Linked DNA regions of Triticum aestivum: region 1 is linked to region 2. The links are chromatin contacts, called in public HiCAR-type maps. All regions are on one chromosome and are shown on one strand. The core of a region is the stretch at or near the end of the contact, and the rest is flanking DNA. Distances in the headings are between cores, read along the strand shown.

What was found. HiCAR-type assays count read pairs that join an accessible place to other places.
Region 1: a HiCAR-type map of leaf shows a contact between it and region 2, with 5 times the contacts expected there. The contact joins the promoter of LOC123160019 here to the promoter of LOC123160932 in region 2. A contact is called at or near these places in 4 of 5 Hi-C or Micro-C datasets (leaf, root and an unstated tissue) and 1 of 1 datasets of contacts at active chromatin or transcription factors (leaf).

The regions. Positions count from the first base shown.
Region 1 is chr7B:630,199,399-630,203,517 of IWGSC CS RefSeq v2.1, forward strand. It overlaps LOC123160019 (putative receptor-like protein kinase At3g47110), which reads right to left and starts at 1,389. Exons shown (of 2, transcript XM_044577838.1): 1 at 1-1,389. It overlaps LOC123160020 (GPI transamidase component PIG-S), which reads right to left. Exons shown (of 6, transcript XM_044577839.1): 6 at 1,900-2,152. The coding sequence ends at 1,900.
Region 2 is chr7B:629,964,622-629,968,583 of IWGSC CS RefSeq v2.1, forward strand. LOC123160932 (protein NRT1/ PTR FAMILY 5.1) reads right to left here and starts at 1,671. Exons shown (of 3, transcript XM_044578785.1): 1 at 1,436-1,671; 2 at 1,120-1,337. The coding sequence starts at 1,544.

The sequences.
Region 1 (4,119 bases), core at 139-2,638, 230 kb after region 2:
CGCTGTTTATGTCCCGTCACTTTCATTTCCCAGCAATAATTTAGACCTTCTGTCCTCTTTTGACAACTTGGTAGTTGCTAAATCTCAAAAATGTCCAACATGCAGACGTTTTCAAAGGTGTTATCCACCCGTCAACAATGGCTGCTAAATAGGATAATGCCAATCGGCATGGCAGTTGGTGAGATGGTTTTCGTCGGTAGGTGTAGACAAATATGATAAGATGGTAGGTTGGTTAATCTTAGATTCCTTTGTAGAAACATGCCAACATGATTGTATCTGAGTCTTGCTACTCGGTTTGAAATCTAGTGGGTAGAATGATTTTGTGTTTCAGAACTGATGTGGGTAGAATGATGGATCCATAGGTACTCTTGCGTCCACCTGGGTTGTTCCTTCAGAATACTATGAAGGGAAAAGCTCAACGTTTCTGCTTTGAAGTGGCGTCCATTTCTGCATGATTACAACGGGGTTGAACAGAACAGTCGTAACCTCATGCCTTGACGGTATATGTTTGCAACTAGCTTTACTTACTTGCTGCATACTGAGATTGGGGTGATATATGCACTCACTTTTCATGTTAGCGATATATGTTAGTCCATACAGAGTCATGCATGTCGATGTTTGTTTCTATGTATACAATTTTTTTTTGTGCCATTGTTATGTATACAGTTGGTAAACTAAATTGATATATTGGGTTGTACTGCTAACAGTTCAGGAGGTCAACATTTTTGCCATATTTAGCGACTTTTTAGGATCTTCTATTGGTATCTCGTGGTTGAAATTCTCATACATAATCTCAGGAGAGCATGTGTTTTTGTTTGAGTTAATTTTCTCAATAGATGGATGCGTGATGTAAATATCATAGCATCTAACAGTAATATTTTCATGCTTCAGAACCTTTGCTATTAATAATAACTGAAAGTCTCAAACTACTTTTGTAGTTTGAGGAGATCACTAACTGCCAGTGCTCTTAGTTCTATACCTAAAATCACTCTGAATTCAATGCATTTCTACAAAAATAGATAGTTTCATTTACCTTGAATCTTAACAAAAGAAATGAGCAGTCTATGCTAAGCCAAAGAGGCTTCCAATAATTAGTTAATTCAGCGAATACGAGTTCAGAGGATTAAATATAACATTTTCTTTTTCCTGGAGGGAACATTTTGCTTCATTGTATTTTTCTGTATCATGCAGACCATTCCTAGTGCCCTCCAGATTTTCTAGTATCAAGAGATACAAAAGATGATGAATTCTACACACCTGTGATGGCATTTGTCTCCAAGTCCCATGTGTCTTCTTTGAACCAAGTGAACAGCCCGGTGGGTTCCAAAGAGACGTACTAGTAGGCACAAGTTCTATAGGGCTCCTCCTCCACCTCCTCCTCCTCCTCCAAGAAAGAAAGTTAGGGTTTGTGCCTCTCGCCGGCGCCGGCGCAGGTCCGCCTCGTCTCGGTGGCCCTAGGGCCATGGAGGCGCGGTGGATCCTGACAAGGGCCGGCGGGAGGGCTCCGTTTTTAGTCGTTTTTTTCAATCTTGTTAGGGTTTTTGTCCTACTCAGGAAGGCGAAACGGCGGCGGCTCCCTGAAGATGGAATAAAGGTCTCCCCGCCTAGCCCCCGTTCCGGCGGTGCGTCTAGCATCGTTGGTGGGCGTGTGGAGGTGTGTCTCCGGCAGATCTATCTTTGGTGGATTTGCTCGGATCTCGTCGTTGTTCGTCTACGTTCGTATGTCTTCGGTTTGGATCCTTCCGATCTACGTTATTTTTCATCGGCGGCGGTTGCTGTTCTGGGGTGCTGGTCCTATGGGGCCTTAGCACGACGACTTCCCGACTATCTACTACAACAAGTTGTGCCCGGCTCCGGCGATGGAGGGGCGATGACGGAGGCGCGCCTTCGGCTCGCTTCGGTGCTTGTAGTCGTCGCTAGGTGGTCTACGAATTTGGATGTAATTTTTATCTGGTATTCGTTGTACTGCCATGATTGAAGATGAATAGATTGAAAGTTTTTCCAAAAAAAAACACTATCAAGAAAAATGGCAAGATGTACAACACACGAAAGGTGCATAGTACTTACTGGGGAAATAAATGCATTAGTTTTCGAAAGCTCCCCATCTGGAAGCTGCAAATACAAAGGGCATTCCCTTGCAGATGGAATATACCTGTTTATTACAGAACAAGCAATTCAGATGACTAATGATCATCCATAAAGATCATATATAAAAAAAGAGTAAATGACAATGTGATAGTTACTAAATGTTGTTGGAGATGTTGCTGTTAGATGTGTATAGTCTCTTTTCGGTATATCCCCATCATATAAGGGGTTTCATGCACTTTACCTCACATATATATGTAATGGCCTTTGGCCCTCAGTAAAGTCCAGTTGCTGATTATCCAACATGGTATCAGATGCTAGGCTAGCCCCTTCCTCCCGCACGACGCAACTCCGTGCCCCTCGTTCCTAGCCTGCTCGTCTCCGGCCGTCCAGCCGCTGTCTCTCCGGCCCCGCTCTGCTGCTCCTCCAGCTGGACGCTGTCCCGTCCGGCCGACTCATCCGGCAGCCGCCCCGCTCGGCTGCTGCTCCGTCCGGCGCCATCTCGCCTTGTCGCCCCGACCGGCTGCTGCGGCCGCTGCCTCGTCCTGCCAGCCCCGTCCGGCCGCCGTCCCGCTCGTCCCGCCCCGTTCAGCCGCTTCTAGAGTTGCGCCCGTTGTCCCGCTTGGCGCTGCCCGCCCCATCCAGTCGCCTCTGGCGCTGTCCTGCTGGAGCTGCGGGCGTTGTCCCGTTCGGTCCTCCGGCTGGCAGCTGCGTTGCGGGCTCTCGATCAAGATCGAGTCTCCGCCTCTGGCTAGCGCTGTCTCGTGCGCCCCTGCCCGCCTCTCTCGATCCAGATCGAGTCTCTGCATCCGTTGACTTCCAAAAAGAAGGAGAGAAAGAAAAAGAAGCACTCGTTATGTCTTCTTCGGGCTATGTCGCTGTTCCTAGGTGTTCGGTGATCTTCGATGGCACCAACTATGCGGAGTTTGTGGGCTTTATGCGCATCCATATGCGTGGTCTTCTTCTGTGGGGTGTTCTCTCTGGCGAGGTCCCCTGTTCGTTATGCCCTGTTGCGCCAGTGGCCCCAATCCCACCGGTGCCGCCGGTACTTGCTGCTGATGCTTCTCAGGCTGATCGGGATGCAGCCAAGGCTCTCGATGATGTTGCCGTTGATGCTTACGACCAACAGGTATCAGCTTATTCCGATGCTCTTTCTGTGTACCGCGATGATCTGTCTGCTTACACTCAGTGGTGCAATGATGATGCTCGTGCTGCTGATGTTCTCACTGCGAGTGTCCTCCCTCAGTTTGCTTCGGAGTTCATGGGACTTGGCACAGTTGCAGCGATGTGGTCTTATCTCTGTCAGCGCTATCAGCCCTGTGGTGATGCTCTCTACCTATCTGTGGTGCGTCACGAGCACGCACTTCAGCAAGGTGATTCCTCTATTGATGAGTTCTATTCACAGTGCTCTGCCATCTGGCGTCAGCTTGACTCTCTTCGGACCATCGTTTGTGGAACTTGCCGTTGCTGTCAGATTACACAGCCCGATTTGGAGTTTCAGTGGGTTCATGAGTTCTTATCTCGTCTCCGCTCTGAGTTCGAGCCTCGACGTGCCCACTTGCTTGCTCGTGGTCGTGTTCCTCCCTCGGAGGTTCTTGCCGAGCTTCGTGCTGAGGAGACCCGCCTTCGCACTACGGGGTTGTTGGCGGTTCCGTCTGTGTTGGCTGCTCCACCGCTCCTACCTACACCTTCAGGGGGAGTGGGTCGCCCTTCTTATGCTGAGAAGGGCCGGTCGCGCCGTGACACCTTCTGTGGCTACTGCTCTCAGCCAAGTCACCCAGAGTCCGATTGCCGTGAGAAGAAGCGAGACCAGACGCGCTCCTCTCCCAGTGGGACTCCTGGATCTTCCTCGACTCCGTCACTCACTGACCAGGACATTGTACGGCTTAAACGCCTTCTGGCTTCCTCTGGTTCTTCACCGCCAGGCTCTGCTGCTGTTGTGACTGCTTCCACCACTTCATCACCGCCGGCATCTACACCGCCAGGTGCATCTTCGTGGGTTCTGGATTCTGGAGCTTCCTTTCATATGTCCTT
Region 2 (3,962 bases), core at 421-2,920:
GTCGTTACCTTGTTAATGCCATTGTTCGGATATGCTCGGACTGATCCTGCAGGGTGAACCTTATATTTTGGCCTTGAGTGGCTAGATCCTGAAAGCGTTGTTGTTGAAGAATCTCGTCATCCATGTAGTGTCATGAGATGGTTTATGTGGATACGGTCATTGGTGTAGTTTGTCAATCGCCAATCTGATCGCTTTGAGTTTTTTTTTCTCATTTACACATGGCTTTGGTCTTACATGACTTTGGTATTTGCTGGCGTGTTTTTTGTCTGTGTGTGTTGGTGTTAGTCGTGTGTATCATAACTGTGTAGGGTGAGGGCGTGTGTTTATTGTATTTGTATCCACTTAATGCTCCATTTGAGCCAACACAATTCACCGCTTGTCCCAAAAATGTTATTATTGACGTTTCTGCTAAGATACTCCATCTCAAAATGTAAGATATTTTTGTAGGCTAGTTCCTACTATTATTGTCATGGACGGTGACACATGTGAAGAGTTTTCCAGCTGTACTAAATCTGGGTTCTGGATTGGCATGGACATGATAGCCTTTTGCCATGCTTGGGTATACCCATCGGCATACGCCTTGTGTGATGGATGCCGGTGGGGCCGCCGTACGTGTAGCGCAGAAACAGAACAACGAAAGCAGAGTAGTAGTGGCTTTTGCCCACGCCTCCCAGCCGAAAGATTCCGAGATCCAAATGCGTTTTTCTTCTCCGGTCGCAATCCTAACCGTCATGACAAAACACTAGTCCTAGTTGGGTTGGCCCGAGCTGACAAGGATTGTCCGTAAGAATCTTCTACTACCAGCATCGGGCTCTGACTGAACACTACCGAGTACTGACTGATTAGTCTCTCCGTCCGGTTTCAGACATGGTGCAGTTCTCGAATAGCTGCTGCTAGCGTGGTAATTTCTTGTACGTTTTCTACTGCAGTGCGTTGTTTGAGTCATCCGAGTTACTACTAATAATAATGTGCTGTGAGTGAAACCGTGTATGAGGATGAGCTCCCAATTTGAAGGATGCATTGTGTTTTGGGAAATATACTGGATTGCGGATTAAATTGGACTCATCTATCGAACTGAAGATCAATCTAGGAGATGATTTTTGCTAGCCTGGTACTGACCGAGAGGTAGATGAGGGAGGAGACGGTGAAGGTCCAGAAGCGGCCGAGGAAGGCGTCGGCGACGTAGGCTCCGGCGATGGGCGTCATCCACACTGTGCCCGTCCAGTTGTTGACGCTGCGCACCGACGGCACCGTCTCCTGCCGCATCTGCGTCGTCAGGTACACCACCAGGTTCGACGCCACGCCGTAGAACGCCATCCGCTCGAACGCCTCGTACCCTGCGCCAGTCCATATGCGCGCGCGCGGGTTCATCAGAAGGAGAGTCGGATCAAATCGATCTATGGGAGACGGAGCCTGGTACTGACTGACCACTCACCGACTAGGAAGGAGCAGGCCTTCCAGCGGCCGGTCCGGGCGGCGACGACCGGCCGGCCGCGGAGGTCGACGGAGCCGTCCTTTGTGAACTCCGGCTTGAGTTCCTCCATCGATGGCCGACCCGACGATGTATGCTGTAGAGTGTAGACTCTAGTGCGTGTCTCGTGGTGTGTCGAAATGGGCTTGGCTGGAGCAAAATGATTGAGTGTATGTGGAGTGCCGGATGGCTACTTGCTAGGCAGAGACTGTCGCCGCGGGTAACTTCACCTCCGCCTTTGGCACATGTCGTTATCAGGAAAATGCTAAACTTATGCGAGATTACCTCTACAATTTTTTGAACATCAGATCAGTGCAGACACAAGCGCTCATTTATACGCGCGTACACGCACACCCTATTCCTATGAGCATCTCCGATAGACTGAACCGGCATATCATCTTGAGATTTTACGAAGTCACCGTAGTCCCCTCGTAGTCGACGGGGACGTCTCCTTACACTGAACGCGTATCGCCGGAAATCCTGAAATAAATCCAGCATAAATGCGAGTGGATCCCTCAAATCCTATCTATACATCTGCGACCCGGTCACCAAATTGCCATCCAACTAGCCCCTTAAACCAACTCTTTATGTCCGGGTTATCCGGCACACCTCAAATCCAATCTACATATGTGACAGATATTAAGAGGCGCGAACATGCCCGACATGTAAGATTGACAACCGGGACCCATGCAGAAAGCCACGTGTCTCTTGGGCGTCTCCTCCAATTCAATGAGGACGCATTCATGAAGCAGCCCTGGTGCGCTGCCCGAGAAACCCGGCTATTTAAGCCGGACGGCGAGGCGACCCTAACCTCGTTGTCATTCTCCTCCTCTCGCTTCCGTCCATGCCGCTGCTGCTCCCTCCTCTTCCTCTTCCTCTTCCTCCACCAGCCGCGACGGTCCGCTCCAAGGTAACATACTACAAGCTGCTCACTTCGGAGCGTCGGATAGAGATCCAGGCGAAGATGTGCGTCGTTGAGGCACACCGCACCACGCGCATTGTGGCCTGCCTGCCTCAAATTTCCTATAGGAGGAGGCGCCAGACGATGAGATGGAAGAGGCGGAGGTGTGGAAGGAGGAGGAGCCTACGTCGGATGAGTAGGAGGTGACTTCAATGCTGGAGCAGACCGAATTCAGCAATGTGGGAAGCGGTTGTGGAGTTTGAGCTCGCCCAAGCGAAGGAGGCGATGGAGCTGTAGGCCATCCTCGAGTTCATCCAGTCTGAGGCGAAGGTGACGACGAACCGCCACTTCATCCACGAGGCGAACGTGGAGCGTGAGCAGCTTTTCATGGACGAGAAGGACAAGGACGAGGAGTAGACATTTTGCCCGGCTGTCAATGACGACGAGGCCGGCGGCTCCGACAAGAAGGTTATAGAGCAAAGGGCGACTTTTCTGCCCATCAGCAAAGTGAAGCGCCTTTTCTGCTGAACTAGGTAGTCAGCCCTCTCCTCCCCGCGACGCATGCCGCGGCGGCCACCTCCCCACCGCCCAGCATGGGCATGCCTCCCTCTCCACGTGTAGGCGCAGGCTCCGGACCGCGGTGCAGTTCAGTTGCCGCCTCCCCTGGAGTATCCGAGGTCCCAGACTCTCTAGAGCTTGGCGCATCGCCATCCCCAGATCCAGAATCCCCGCCGCGGCTTCTATTGTGTGGTGAATGCTCGACGGCGGGCGCCCATGAAGATTCGGCGGATCCAAGCACGCCCCCCGCTTGACGCCTTCAATCCATCATCATCTTCCCATCCCCTACGGCCAGCCTTTCCTTTTTGGGGATGGACGGAGGCTGGACCGAGGTCAGCTCGCGCAAAAACCGCAAAGCCCCCCCCAAATATGGTGGATTCTCATGTGGCGCGCGCGGTGCCCCGTTCGGACTGGCGGTCGCACTTCAATGCGGTGGGTGGCCGTGAGGCCTTCTTAAACCGTTTTCACGGCCGCTGCTTCCGCTGTCTCAGCAAGCACCATCGCTGGAAAGACTGCTGCGACCCTCTGCATTGCATCATCTACGAGCTTTTCAGCCATTTTGGTCGTGATTGTCCACAAAACCCACGCAATGGCCAAGCCGGCCCTGCTCCCAGTAGGATAGGCCCCCTCCCTTCCCGCACCCCAGCCCACGCTTGACTGCGCTTCCCCACTCCGCCTCCACCCCCTTCGGATCCACCCTCTGTCGCTGCCATGGCTGAGCTTAGTCTGGTTGATCCGGCACGGCGGCCACACTCCAGCCATAAAGTGGGGAAATCCAGCCCGGCCATCGAGCAGGGCATCTTCTTCCTCCGCCGCCACACTGTCATGTTGCGCGCCCTTGACAGCGTGTGCGCAACCTCGCCCATGGCTGTGGGTCGCGCTCTTGACGGGCAGGTGTGCATTCCCCTGCACCACCTAAGGGTGACAGCGCACAACCCGGAGGACTTCTTCGTCATCTTCATGCAACCCACCTACCACGACAACACGGTCCGATGCGGCACTCTACGCGTTAATGGCGCCAACTTCGCCATT